Linked DNA regions of Salmo salar: region 2 is linked to region 1. The links are chromatin contacts, called in public Hi-C maps. All regions are on one chromosome and are shown on one strand. The core of a region is the stretch at or near the end of the contact, and the rest is flanking DNA. Distances in the headings are between cores, read along the strand shown. Region 1 overlaps LOC106576776 (inositol polyphosphate-5-phosphatase A). Region 2 holds the start of LOC106576773 (PWWP domain-containing protein 2B).

Region 1 (7,186 bases), core at 1,411-3,910:
TGGCCTGAATGTCAAGCGTCACATCTGGAGGAAACCTGGCACCGTCCCTACGGTGAAGCATGGTGGTGGCAGCATCGTGCTATGGGGATGTTTTTCAGTTGCAGGAACTGGGAGACTAGTTAGGATCGAGGGAAAGATGAACAGAGAGATCCTGTAAGAAAACCTGCTCCAGAACGCTCAGGACCTCAGACTGGGGCAAAGGTTTACCTTTGAACAGGACAATGACCTTAAGCACTGAGCAAAAACAATGCAGGAGTGGCTTTGGGACAAGTCTCGGAATGTCCTTGAGTGGCCCAGCCAGAGCCCGGACTTGAACCCGATTAAACATCTCTGGAGAGACCTGAAAATAGCTGTGCAGCAACGCTCCCCATTCAATCTGACAGATTTTGAGAGGATCTGCAGAGAAGACTTGGAGAAACTCCCCAAATACAGGTGTGCCAAGCTTGTAGCATTATACCAAATTAGACTCGAGGCTGGAATCGCTGCCCAAGGTGCTTCAAGACAGTACTCAGTATAGGATCTGAATACTTATGTAAATGTGATCAGTTTTTTATTTGTAATACATTTGCAAAAGTGTCTAAAAACCTGTTGTTTTGTAATTAAGGGGTGTTGTGTGTAGATTGATGAGGGAAAAAACTATTGAATCCATTTTAGAATAAGGACGCAATGTAACAAAATGTGGAAAAAGTCAATGGGTTTGAATACTTTCCAAATGCACTGTATTTCACTCACCTCAACATCATCACTTTTCAAAGTGCAAGGACATGTCCGAATCTGTATGACCAACCAGCCTCTTTCACAGGGAAAAGTCGTTTCTGCTTTGGCGCCGTTATTCTGAGTAATGAAGTGAAAAGTAAAATGAAAGCATACCCTGTTTCCGGTTTCTGGTTGATGACAATAGCCAGGTGAACAGTTTTTTTCAAATACATTTTGCGATATTGACACCGATATTATTGTTTGGGGAAAAAAGCAGTTGATCCCATTTAGTCAACTGGTCGATAGTTTGTTCAATAGACTGTTGGTCGACAGAGGTTTTTTTTCTTCTTTTTTGTTATTTGTTGGCTTTATGTAGGCTATTTTTACATACTGGCAATGGCAATAGTTACTTTTAGATTTATATACATTTTCGTTTACATAGAATTTTGATTAACCACATGACTTTGATTTTGAGATATGAAGACTTTATTATAAATGTAATGAAGCTGTTCCACGGGTCGGGAACAGGCTTTTTCCTTCTGGTTAGGCTATATTGATCTCTGGCTCCCTCTTCAAAAATGTGTGTCTTCAATTTTAATGGCAGTGCTTAAAGCATCAGACAAGCTCAGTAGCCTATACAGCACATTTTATTCAAACATAGGGTTTGTCTATAAGGGGAAAAAACACGTTTTAAAATTTCGACCAATCTATTGGTCGACCAATATTTATTTTTTAATTTGGGGACAGCCATAGTGGCCGTTATAGTAATTTAAAGAAAGGCCGTCGACGGCCGCTCTGGGTTCTAAAGAGCTAAAAATGAAGGAAAATGCCCTGCTTTGCTTAAGTGAAGCTCACTTCAGTCTGGGCTACTCTGCCACATGTTGTGTGCCTGCCCAGTGGATTATTGAAAGCTGCCTGGATGCCCATCAGATCCATGGAGGAAACATAAATAACCATATGACCCAGGGCCAGGGTCTTCCAAAGGACTGTAATGACAGTGGGTCAGTTGCTGTGCTTATTGAACAAACAGTAAAACACATTTAAATCCTTCAATACAGTAGACAGTCTATCAGATCACTCATAGGCACATTGCAGTGGGGTTAGTAAATGCCTAGCACTTGTCCATTGTATACTCTTGGCCTCACCTGCAGGAATGGAATGCGACTTCGTGCCTTCGATGTGAGTGTTTGTACAGTATGGAATGTACGTCTCCGAGTCTAATCAAGAAAAGTGTCCAAATAACACATTTTATTTCCTGAAGCTGCATTTCGAGAAAAACCCTGAAGCAAGGGCTTGCATCAACAGTAGGCCTTGAGAGTAATTCAATGGGACAAAAAAGACAGACACACACAGAGACACATGCAGGGCAAGCATGCAGGATGTCCTTTTGGTTTTAACTACCAAAAAGGCATTCAAACAGCTATTTTTCAAGGATATTGCAGAGGTACCACCTTACTGAATCTGATGGTCTGGTTTAACACTGAACTTCAAACTACCTTCCACAAAAGAACAATTTCAACAAAATAATTACTCAAAATGTGGTTTGCAGCAATGCAAGTTACTTTCCAACATTATCAAGACTAGTGAGACATTGGACTATTTTTCAATATAAAAACTATTTTTCATCCACTGTCTAAACTTGTAATTGTTTTAAAGAATGTTTAACAAATGGGACAAAAATCACTGATGCAATTCAAATCGCTTGCATCATCTATTCCTTCCAACTTAAAATTCTTCACAACAGACAGGGGTCTTCATTAACGTGTTCATAGTGAGAGTGATTGAGAGAGACTACAGTATGTGTGCTAAGCAAGTTAAAGAGCCATGTGAGCAGGGAGAGTCGTGCCAGGCTAACATAGCAAAGTCTAGCGAGGCTCATGACTGTGAGCTCTAGCAGTCACTGGTGCCGTTCTCGTAGCCCTGGGAGTACAGAGTCTGATACTGCTTTCCATGACGTCACTGACAAGCAGAGAACAGAGCTGGCATGAGCCTGCAGGCACGTCTAGTTCACACAGCAGGGGCACACCTCTCTCTCTCTCTCTCTCTCTCTCTCTGTCTCTCACTCATTCTTCCTCCGTCTCACACAAGGCTCGCTCTCACACAGACAGACAAACACACACGCAAGACCACTCCCCCGCCACACACACACACACACACACACACACACACACACACACACACACACACACACACACACACACACACACACACACACACACACACACACACAGTGAATGTCCAATAACCTCATCACATAAACAAAACAAAACACACACTTAAATCATGAGGCAATCAACCTGTCCATGCATGCCTCAGGGTTCATCCACTGTTATACGCATAGAGTGAGAGCACGGTGAACAATGGACAGACTAGTGTTCAAAAGCCAGCTGATCCCATGGACTTCGCTTGACTGTTGTATCGAATGTGTGAGGGTGAGAGACAAACAGGAAATTGGGCATTTGTGAGTTCATCTGGATATTTGTATCACTTGAAAACCAAAGCCAAAGAACCGTGAAAAATAGCACAGGAAAAAAACGGCATATTTTAGAACCATGTGCAATTTTTTTCACATTTGATTTTGGCTGCGTTTTTGTGTATCTTTGAGTCTAAACAGAAAATTGACTGACTGTCAAACTGTGTTAGTGTTGCTCTATGTGTGTGACGTGTGAGAGCCAGGAGCAGGGTTGACTTTGCTACACATACAGTGTATCAGAGTTTCCTTAGAAAACAGTTTGTGCACCTCGCTATCGTCACCACACATTGCAGTGTGTGTGTGTGTGTGTGTGTGTGTGTGTGTGTGTGTGTGTGTGTGTGTGTGTGTGTGTGTGTGTGTGTGTGTGTGTGTGTGTGTGTGTGTGTGTGTGTTGAACCAACAGTAAGGTGTATTTACCTGTATCCTTAATAAGCCAAACGGTAACCTCTTTTTCCGACTACTCCCCAACCACCGACCTTATTTGTGCTCTGTTTAGCTTAAGCAAAGAACGAGTGGCTTGAATGAGGACTACAGAAAAAACATTAGCTTTCCTGCATTATCTCCCAGGAGAAAATATTTCTGCAAGCACAAACACCTGTTTGAGTGCAGGCAATAGTATTTTTGTGAAACGTGGTTGATCCGAAAGCAGACTTCCGTGTATGCTGCTCGTTCTAAAAGGACTTCAAAAAACGGACCACAAGCCTATTCACACACGTCTCCTCTATAAGGCATGTATAAGGTATAGGACTTCCAAACTTCTCTGTCCACTTGTATCAGTGTCTCTCTCTGGTCTCTCCATGTGTATCTACAGAACAGCCTTGTCTTTCTGTCTCTCTGTGTGTGTATCCTCATCTCTGGATTTTTATATGACCGTGTGCCTATCCTTGCGTCTATGGTCTGTGTGTAAACCACGTCTCCATGGCTCTGTGCCAACGTGTGCATCTCCCTATCAATTGGTCTCTGTGGCGGTGTGTGGCTTGAGTGTAAGCAGCATGCAGTCTAACACCTCCCTCACTTCCACCAGATAGGGGCGCTCGCGAGAGAGCGAGAGAAAGAGAGAGAGAGAGACATGGGCCTACTGAATCACTCCCTCTCCACACACAATGCACTGCACACTACTGTACAGCGCATACCAACTCTACTTATTCAGCCACTGGCTTCCGCAGTGATTCAGATCAACAAGCTAGGAGAGAGACATGGGCCAACCCTCCCTTTACAGTCAGTCACCACTCACCGCACTGTGCACTACTTTACAATAACATTACATACCATCGCCATTCACTAATATCCACAATAACATGTACACGTTTCATAGTGCTGGTATAGCTCAGCTGTGTACTGTAAGCTCAAAACACAGCAGCAGAAACCTGGAGGAGGAAGCCTTAGAGTGTTTTCCGGGAGAAATCCAGAATGAACCTGCGTACTACTGTAGGTTTTGAGGCAAGTACATGCAGTTAACCTGAATTAAGCCTAGGTCTAATCCTCTTAACAGGTGACTTGTAGCTGCTCTCTTTGTTTCCAGGACCTTGGCTTGGCACATAACCAGTAGGCACAAACACGCATCATTGTAATACACACCTGGCAACTCTCACATCATGCCACTCTCATTGGCATAGAAGGCGTTGGTCCATCTTCCTAATGGAAAACAGTACAGTACTACCCTCTTCACACTACAGAGACGAATTAAGCCGGACCAAGCTGAGCTGTATTGTGCTCGTTTACACATCTGCCATAGTGGCTGGAGGGGTGCCAGTGAGGACAAGGTGAAAAGGAAATATACGATACAGCTCAGTATGGTTCATTTCGTTGTAAGACTTTTTGTTCATGTTGTACTCCTCATTGAGATCTCCCTCTGTGCTCTGGCCTCAGCATGACTGTCTCAGTACAAGGCAACAGTAGAGTGACTGAGTGCAACAGCTATCTGCCTATCTATCTGAATTGACTTCCCCTGCCAGAGTGGAAAAAGTTGTGGATTCTCAGATGTTCCTATGTAGATCAAAGTTAAGATATGACACGGCCTGTGCTCTCTCCTCCTCAACGAGCCAAGCACAGCCCCATGACTCGACTGTCGTAGCGTTAGAAATGCAAAGAGCAGAAAGGCCTAGAGAAGAGTTGTTCATGTATTCAACACTGTCTCAATATGGAGAGGAGAGGGTCAACGTACCTGGTAGAATTCCCGCAGCCATGTCTTCTGTAGATTATCAAGCTGAAAAGACAAGATAAACTCTGTCAGTCAGGTCATTTGACAACAACATATTTTTGATGACTTAAATGACACAGTTGAGCAAATTTCTATTCTTCTCCCCTTATCTCATTGTTGCAAATACATTCTTATGCATGTCACACACACACCTACGGTTAACAAATTAGGGGATGTTAGCCTTCAGTCATATCATAGTAATAACACTGAGGAAAATGGCCTAGTGGCATTCGGGCGATTCTGTGGAAAAGTCAACCTGAGCATGCCTAAATAAAGTTAGTAATTTACAAATAAACCCATGTTCAAAATTATCCTAAAAGGCCTAGGTGTTGGAGTTTAGGCTTTATTTGAAAAGTTTAAGTAGGATATTGCATGAATTTTGACCATTAAAGAATAAGATGCTAAGTCTCAAAAAAGTTTTTTCTGTCAATCATACTTCATGGCTTTCAGAAAGGGCTCACAGAGCTTGTTTTTCCACTCACAGCTGTCCCCCCATGTTAGTTATGAAGTTGAAATCTTAATGAAGCAATACAGACTACATTAAAGTGTCTTGAGTTTTGTTAGCAAGTTTTACAGGCTTGTAATTCCTTTTCGACTGTAATACCAGTGGTACTAGTGTATACAACCTTACGTCGTAGAGAAATTGTGTTGCCAAAGCTAGGGCTTACATTGAGGACTTGTGAAGAGCAGAATCAACAACCTCTGCAGAATCAACAAACTCTGTATAATCAAAACAGTTGGTTTTTTGACAAGGTGCTGAAGTTCAGTTAGCCATCGTTATGTAAATGCAGGCTGAAAAGTACCAGTGGCCTGGCTTTGGCCCCAAGTGAGAGCAGGTCCGCCGGAGCCACGGCCCAGTGAGACACAGATGCCGACCCGCTTAGATTAAAACAGAAAAGTCTTCTGGGTAAAACACTGGGCTAAATCCTGTATGGACATGTGCCATCCGTCCACAAAACGCCAGTGGTGGATTTGAAGTCAAAATAATACTGGAAAATATGGTGGTGGATTTTTGATGTTATCGGGCTATTTTGCTTCCACTGGTCCCAGGGCCCTTATTAAGGTCAACAGCACCATGAACTTTACCGCAGCACCAGGACATTTTAGCCCAAAACCTGGTTACCTCACTGGGAGAAAAAGGTCAATATTAGGGGAAATTTGTATCTATATATTTCCGGATAAATGACATTTGATTAGATATAAAGTGTAGACATGCTCATATACGGAGCTAGGACATTCTCCGTAATGGGACAGTTTCGACATGCATCCAATCCGGACCTGCGAAATATCCCTGCTACCGTATGATTCCAGGGAGATATCTGGGGTGAGATACGTTCAAGGTACGCACCTGATACGCGTGCACCCGCTTACATATCTACAGAATATTTTAACTCCGGAAAGGGTGTGTCAACATGCTGACATAACTAATCCTTTATACTCAGGCATGAACAAATCCACATATTTACAGAAATGCATCATATCTGTAGTCATTACCTGATCATTTATGTATCTGTATTTTAAAACAATGAATCATTTGAATAGATATCCTTACATGATATGTGAACCATAGATATAGTATTTTTATGTTTCATCCTCGTACGTCTGATCGAAAATGGGCTAAATCAGACTCATGAAATATCCAGCATTTAAATGATTTGACCTGTTCAGGAGCAGAAAATCATTGTGCTTAATTCACATGAAGATGACACATCTGAGCATACATTTTACACGCTCATATTCCCTGATATGGACCCTTTTCACCCAGTGTCTGCCTGGAGGCTGAAACTTGGAAGCAAGTGGATCTTCCAGCAAGACAA
Region 2 (7,186 bases), core at 1,176-3,675, 190 kb after region 1:
AAGCACATTTAGGCAGCCCGAAAGGCGTTTCCCCATGAGCGGCTATTGTCACATTTAAATAAAGAGGCCCGGCGAGGCCTGTTTCCTGTGCTTTAGAGGAGACCTTTAAAGGCCCTTCTTGAGCAACAAAATCTCAGCCATCACAATGATTGACACAGGCTGGACATAGGGTTTGTCATGGCCTGTTAACCACTGTTTCCATTTAAAATATAATGCTGTACATACACTACAACCAAATAAAGAGATCCTGCACAAAGGATACATGACATGGAAACTGGAGACACACAATTAAGGGAAATGCATTTCTATAAACCTAAAGGAAGAACTCACATTTTGACATTCACAAAGCAAAATAAGCCTGTATGCCAAACCGCTGTTCTTCGTTTAAGCTTAGATCTTTTCCACTGGGGAAGGTCAATCTCAAGGCATTTGGAGTGATCTATCACATGAACGTGTAGTTCTACATGTCTCAGTGAAGGCCTACCGATATGAAAAGCTGGTAAGATTCTTATGCTGAGATTCTGAGTCTATAAATAAATAAACCCAGTGGCATTTAAAAAAGGTGCACCCACTGCACTAGCATGTACTAGTGCAACACAAGGCCAGTACATGTGACACACACTGCGAGCCAGATAACATGCCCCATATGAATACCAATCATTCAAATAACATTGTATACCTTACCTCTATTGTTAACACCCTATACATAGGCATAAATGGGATTTCTTGCCAACATTGTGTAGTTCACCCTTTGTCAAGTACAAAGTAGGCCTATAGCATAGTTTTTCCTGGTGTCAAATTTCCTTGGAAACTCGACAATTAGTGCCATCTTTAAACAGCAAAACACAGCTGTATAATCTCTTATTTAGAGTTGCAGGTCAATCATTTATAAATAGGCCTACACTGATTGTATCATTACCTGTGGGTAACGTTGGATGACTAATGTTTAACATAGGCCTACATTACTGAAAACACAAGAACAGGAGTAGGCAAAATTAGAATGATGTGATGCCCATCACTTTGCATATCTAGTATTAAAACATGTAACCTTAATGTAATCATTACTAGATATGTAGTTATAAGAATGTATGTACAAAAGTCTAATATGAGACAGGGTGTTTCAGTAAGGCCAGCCATAGCTGGGCTACATTGTTGGCAGTCTAAATCTAGCTAACATTGAACTAGCTTGATAGTTAAGCTAACAATGAGGTAACGTTACCCACGTAGGAATAACTTTTGTTGAAATGCCCATCACGTTACTTTCACAGGGTGGTTGGCTTTATCCAGACTTCATAGTAATGATACACGTGTTTATATGTTATTAATATGTTCGCTGTAAATGTCAGCAAATCAGAGCTAACTGGCTAACGTTAACTAGCACGCTAGCTACAACCCCTTGGAGTCTATTGTATGATGGCCCATGTAGCTAGCTAGTTAGCATGCTAAATTAGCCAGCAAACATTAGCAGGCTAACTAGCTAATTAGTTTGTGATACAAGTATACAATTATTCGAATAAATAAGACTCACTTTTTGTTGCAATCGAGTAATATCCCCATGTAGCACCTTTCTTGATAGGTAAGCGTCACTACTAGTGTATCGTTAACTATTTGATCAACAGTGACAGGAATCCGAGAGCCGGCCCGCAGCTCCTCGGCCACAGCCTCCATATTTTCCGGCGTGAGGTGTCCGGCTTGGCGGTACTCGATCCCGGCCTCGGGAGCCACGATCGCCTCTGCTAAAGATGCTTCTCCCTTCTACTTTCGAGCACGGGAGGGTACACCAGGGCACGAAATGACGCCATCACCCCCCACAAGTCAATTACAACAGTTCTGCCACTGGTGACATCACACAAAGACAGAGGATAAAAATATTTTGAGGTTGCCCCTCAGTCTTGCTTGAAATTATACCATTTGGCTTTCCGTTTATTGTTGGCTCATGAAGCCACAATTTCAGAACAATAGCTATTTCATCATTATTATCTAGCTAAAAAAAATACATGTATTTAATTTAACTAGGCAAGTCAGTTAAGAACAAATTTTGATTTACACTGACATCCTAGGAAGAGTGGGTTAACTGCCTTGTTCAGGGGCAGAACGAAAGCTTTTTACCTTGTCAGCTCAGGGATTCGATCTAGCAACATGTGGGCTAATGGCCCAAAGCTCTAACCACTAGGCTACCAGCCGCCCCCGATACAACCCCCTTCCATTTTAGCATCATCTTCAGGTCATTTTCATCGTGCCATTCCAAATTACATATACTCCTACCTTCAAACTGCCCTGGCTAACATGAATCACACCCATCTTTACTGTTTGTATCCAAGCCAACTGTATCAATAAGTAACTTGCTTGACTTGGACAGGAACTCTACTGCTTGAGCTCCTGTTCCTCTTATAGAATATTAGCTCAAAAGTATTGTGGAGCTTCTGCAACAAAATATAAACGGTACCAGCACCCAAAAGGAGTACCGGAACCTATTGAAGTCAAAGTCAAGCACTGAATTTAGGCTATAGGCACATATACAGTCAGATAAATATACATGATCAATCCCTGTATAGCTGCTGTACAGTTGTAAGGACCTGAAATACAGTGACCTATTAGGCTGCTATTTAGCACTGATTGGCTTGATGGATGAGGGTTGGTTTATCTTGGAACACAAGCACTTTACACTTAACTAATGATGCGCGTGTAACAGGCTGAAATGTTTATTGATGAATGGGTATCGGATGCCATTGTGATTGAGTAAACTGTTTGTAGGGTGCTATAATTCCATACTACCCTGTCCTGTACTACTTCTTTGCATACAATGTCAATTAATTTAATCCGGCAACAATTCTAAATGGCAGTAGGTCTACACACACAAAAATACTTTCACTTGTCATAGCATCTTGGCGAGTTCTCCCCAGTAAATGCGATGAATCGATACTCAATGTCGCTCTCATGTTTCCTCTCAGCAAGTTGCGACTGCAATCTCTTGGCCTGAAACAGAAGCAAATGGAAGAAAATCACAAAGAAAGAAACACCCAGATATTCATTCAATTCCTGGGGCTGCTGTCATTAAGCACTGAAAATGACTTGACTGGTTACTTGATATACAGTGGAATAGTAACGTACTTCCTCCATGTCCTGCCTTGCAGCTTCTGTCTCCTCTTGGGCAGTGCCACTGGGCCTCCTGCGCCTCTCCTGGATCATCTGAACATGGCTCCTGATCCGCTGCTCTAACTCACGGTCGCGGGCTGCCCTGGGGTCACACAGGTCAAGGGTAAAATGAACCACCATTCCACAAACTAAAGATTCTCTTAGTTACATACCGCTGTGGGTGCTGCATGTTGTTTGTGGTGGAGGAGTAGCTGGCTAGCAACAGACTACAGAGACCAGTTGCTCGGAGTCCGGACCTGTCTGACCCTGTCCCTAATCAAGACTCCTGATGCTTTCACCAGGCTGTGACTGACCAATGCTCTCTCCACATATACATTTATCACACGATTTCACGCGATTGATTGATTTATTGATTTATTTATTTCGATGGACTGTACGCTGAAATTCAGCTCTTAGCTGCCAATGTTGTACAGCTTGACAATAAACTAAACCTTATACTGGGGTGTACTCTTTTGAATCAATAGTTTACATGTACAGTATTTATTTTAAAAAAACAGGTACTGGTCTATCGTTGTCAAAATCAAATCAAATTGAATTTGTCACATACAATACGTGTAGAACTTACAGTGAAATGCATACTTACAAGCCCTTAACCAACAATGCAGTTAAGAAAAAAAATTAAGTAAAAAATAGATTAGTAAAAAATCCAAAATAAAAGTAACAAATAATTAAAGAGCAGCAGTAAAATAACAATAGCGAGGCTATGTACAGGGGGTACCGGTAGAGTCAATGTGCAGGGGCACCGGTTAGTCCCGTAACAGTACTGGACAACAGAAAAAAGTAATTAATTAAAACAATCAGCTGAACCAAAGTATTTGACAGAGGGGACAAAATATATGCTTTGAACAAAAGAGATGTCTGTAAAAAACCCTCTTTCCACTAAATGTCTCTGAACATTTTTGATTGATCTGCCATTGCTTCCTTTGGTGGCTACTGTTAGTAGATTAGCTGCAACAGTGTATCCATTGATTGACACATCATAGCTACATCATACCTGGCTTCCTTGTGTTCCTTCTGGGACTGGAACGATCTCTGTCTCTGGAGCCTCTTTGGTGGGGGGTTGTGGGTCTTGACCTCACCACTTTCAACAACACTACACAGAGACTCTGTGGCATATGGAGCGTTTATCGGTACCTGTAACAAAAAAATACATTCATTTCTATAGAAAGCTAGTCTTTTCTTCATATAACCAAAACTGTGAATTTACAGAAAGTTAAGGATGGATGATAGACCTATCAGTGACACAGATTGACTACTACTATCCTGGCACATTGCTGAAGAGGTCAGATATTAGATATACAGCTATGGGTTGCTCTTTTCTTTTGAGGATCTGAGGGTCCATGCCAAATCTTTTCACCCTCATGAGGTGGAAGAGGCGTTCTCGTGCCATCTTCACGACTATGTTGGTATGTGTGGACCATGATTTTTTATTTTATTTTTATTTAACCTTTATTTAACTAGGCAAGTCAGTTAAGAACAAATTCTTATTTTACAATGATGGCCTGATAATTCCTTAGTGATGTGGTCACCAAGGAACTTGAAGCTCTAGACCCGCTCCACTACAGCCCCGTCGATGTGGATGGGGGCGTACTCAGCTCTCTGTTTCCTGTAGTCCATGATCAGTTCCTTTGTCTCGCTGACGTTGAGGGAGAGGTTGTTGTCCGTCTCTGACCTCCTCCCTATACGTCGTCTCATCGTTGTCGGTGATCAGGCGTACCACCGTCGTGTCGTCTGCAAACTTAATGATGGTGTTGGAGTTGTGTGCGGCCACGCAGTCTTGTCTGCTGCTGTGTATCTGACTGTGTGTGTGTGCGCTAGCGTTCTGTGGAAGGGTTATGTTTACCAGCTGTGGTGCAGCCTCACTGGGGACATCTGACTGCAGGATGACTGACTCGGCACACTGGAGGCACAGTGATCCATCGTTAGCTAGGCCTGTCGCTGCCCCTGACCTGGACAGCCTCAGCTGAGTGTCTGCGCAGCCTGACGCTATCTTTTTCAACGTCTGCTCACCCAGAATGAAAACAAGGACTCCAGTCAGTCTTTCTCTTTCTACTCTAACTTCTCCCAGACAGTTTCCTTATGACAAGAACAGAACTGAATGCATTTTTATAATTCAAATGTTCTCCCTTTCCAATGACTGTGAAAGCCTTTCCTCAGGCTGGTGTTATGCTGCCCTCCTCTGGTCATTGGAAAGGGAGAAAATTTGAATCAGAAAAATGCTTTCAGTTCTGTGAGTGAACAAAATAGTGTATTCCAAAAATAGAATGGGAGTGAAAGCAGACATACAGAACAGACATACCTCTTCTCTTCTATGTCGCTCACGCCTTTCCTGCTTGTGCTCTAAGATTTTCCTCTCCTGCATGACCCTAGCATGAGTACGCCATTCCTTGAGGAGCTCTTGGTCTCTAAGTGGAAAAGAAAGGCAGGGCCATATCAAGCACTGTGAGGAATTCATTACCCTATAAACACTGATCTAAGTTTGGTTTTATTTTGTTTAGGTTAGGATTGGGGTAGGATAAACTCATCTTAGACCTTGCTGGATTTCTTTACCTACCCCTTATTGGCATTGGTTTTTGCAGACACATAATATTGATCCCTCCCTTTCTGGGACTTCATCAAATGCCAATTTGAGACAATACACCCCTGCTTTCTGAAACTGCAAGTAGAGAGACAATTCTCTCTCACCCCTGGTATAACATAGTTGGCAACTAAATACGGTATGTAATTCATGTGATTCAAAAGGCCACAAACGCAGTAGGGAGTCAGAGGTATAGCTTACTGATGTGAGATAATTCTGTTGGGTTCTATAAAAATCCAACAGTATTAACTTACGTACTTCCTCCTTTGTTCAAGAATTGCTTGTTTTTCTTTAAGCTCTTTCATTGCAGCCAATCTTCTCTCCTCTGACCTCTTCCAGTACTGCATGTCAAAGGGAGGGAGCTCAGGAAATATATTTCCCCTGGTAATCTCTTTCTTTCTGACAAAGAAATCGAAATAAAATGTTTTATTTTTTTTATTGCTCTCAGAAGGACCGTGTCCCTACAGAGCCTGGGAGATTTTATCACTAGGCCTCCTCCTCAGAGGCTGTCATGAAAATATTCTTAAACTGTCCATGCATTATTTTCCATCTCAATAGCCTATTCGTCTACAGTGGCTCCCTCTCTTTTCACCTTTCCTTCACGGCATTTAATTCCTCAGAGAAAGAATCCACCATATTGCTTTCACCTATCATTGCTAGCCTCGTAAACCATACTGTCCTGAGTATAGTGGCATGTCTGGTTGAAGAGTTTGGCAGTTCAAATAAGGAGAGGACACCATAGACTACTGAGTTTCCCCTTGATCTGCAGTTACCAGACACCTGTCAATTCTCCCAAAACTTTACCAGAGGTTGAACCTTTTTGACTTGACCTTTTAATGACGGGCAGAGGGTATGTCTTGTGGCCTCTATCACCCTCTGCTGCTCTAGGGAGGCGTGAAATAGGGAGGGCATAGCCAAACTCAGCTCTGTCCATTTGGCTCATCTTCTGCCTCAGCTCTCTGAACCTCTGCAGCTCATCTTCATCCACCACCTCTTCACAAAGGTCCAAACTGGACTTCACAAGCTCTGTCAACTGTAGCTTCTCCACTGGGGGCATGTCTGCAACCAAAACATCAACAAGAACTTTCCATGAAAATGATTATGGTAGCAAAATAATACATTTCTGTCACTTCCTATATAAACAATTGTCCTCTTTTGGATCTTTTGCATCTATGCTGAAAAAAACATTTTAGTGAATACTAGATGTAAAGTTGAAGCTGTAATGAGCCCATAGTAAGCATGTCCCCTCATTCATTAAATAACATGATGAAATCTGGTGTGACATGATCTGAATGCCGGCATATTGCCCTGCCAGTGACAACATAATATCAATCAAGATGAAATTACCTTTCCAGAGAGACAGTGAGCCTTGATCCTCTTTTTTAATAACATAAATATATAAAGATATAACAGGGCACCTTTGTTCTAGGTGTAGGCTTTCTGCTGAGGGGT

What was found. Hi-C and Micro-C count contacts between places; a contact is called where the count stands out from the background.
Region 2: a contact with region 1 is called in a Hi-C map of gill, with 3 times the contacts expected there. The contact joins the promoter of LOC106576773 here to the enhancer-like site in region 1. A contact is called at or near these places in 2 of 3 Hi-C or Micro-C datasets (gill and muscle).

What each region holds. Positions count from the first base shown.
Region 1 is chrssa18:10,513,886-10,521,071 of Ssal_v3.1, forward strand. LOC106576776 (inositol polyphosphate-5-phosphatase A) reads right to left here. Exons shown (of 16, transcript XM_045700743.1): 2 at 5,334-5,375. Among protein-coding and RNA genes, the nearest start is that of LOC106576776, 110 kb to the right of the region's middle. Within about 2 kb of position 2,661, at least 5 of the 13 cell types and tissues checked have an H3K27ac peak or open chromatin away from gene starts, as enhancers often do. A contact at or near this core is called in gill, where this site is marked.
Region 2 is chrssa18:10,701,211-10,708,396 of Ssal_v3.1, forward strand. LOC106576773 (PWWP domain-containing protein 2B) reads right to left here and starts at 2,426. Exons shown (of 4, transcript XM_045700746.1): 1 at 2,110-2,426; 2 at 1,529-1,836. The coding sequence starts at 1,668. LOC106576774 (leucine-rich repeat-containing protein 27) reads right to left here. Exons shown (of 13, transcript XM_014154161.2): 6 at 6,565-6,793; 7 at 5,993-6,133; 8 at 5,711-5,812; 9 at 5,456-5,561; 10 at 5,000-5,158; 11 at 4,151-4,290; 12 at 3,112-3,238; 13 at 2,689-2,976. The coding sequence ends at 2,869.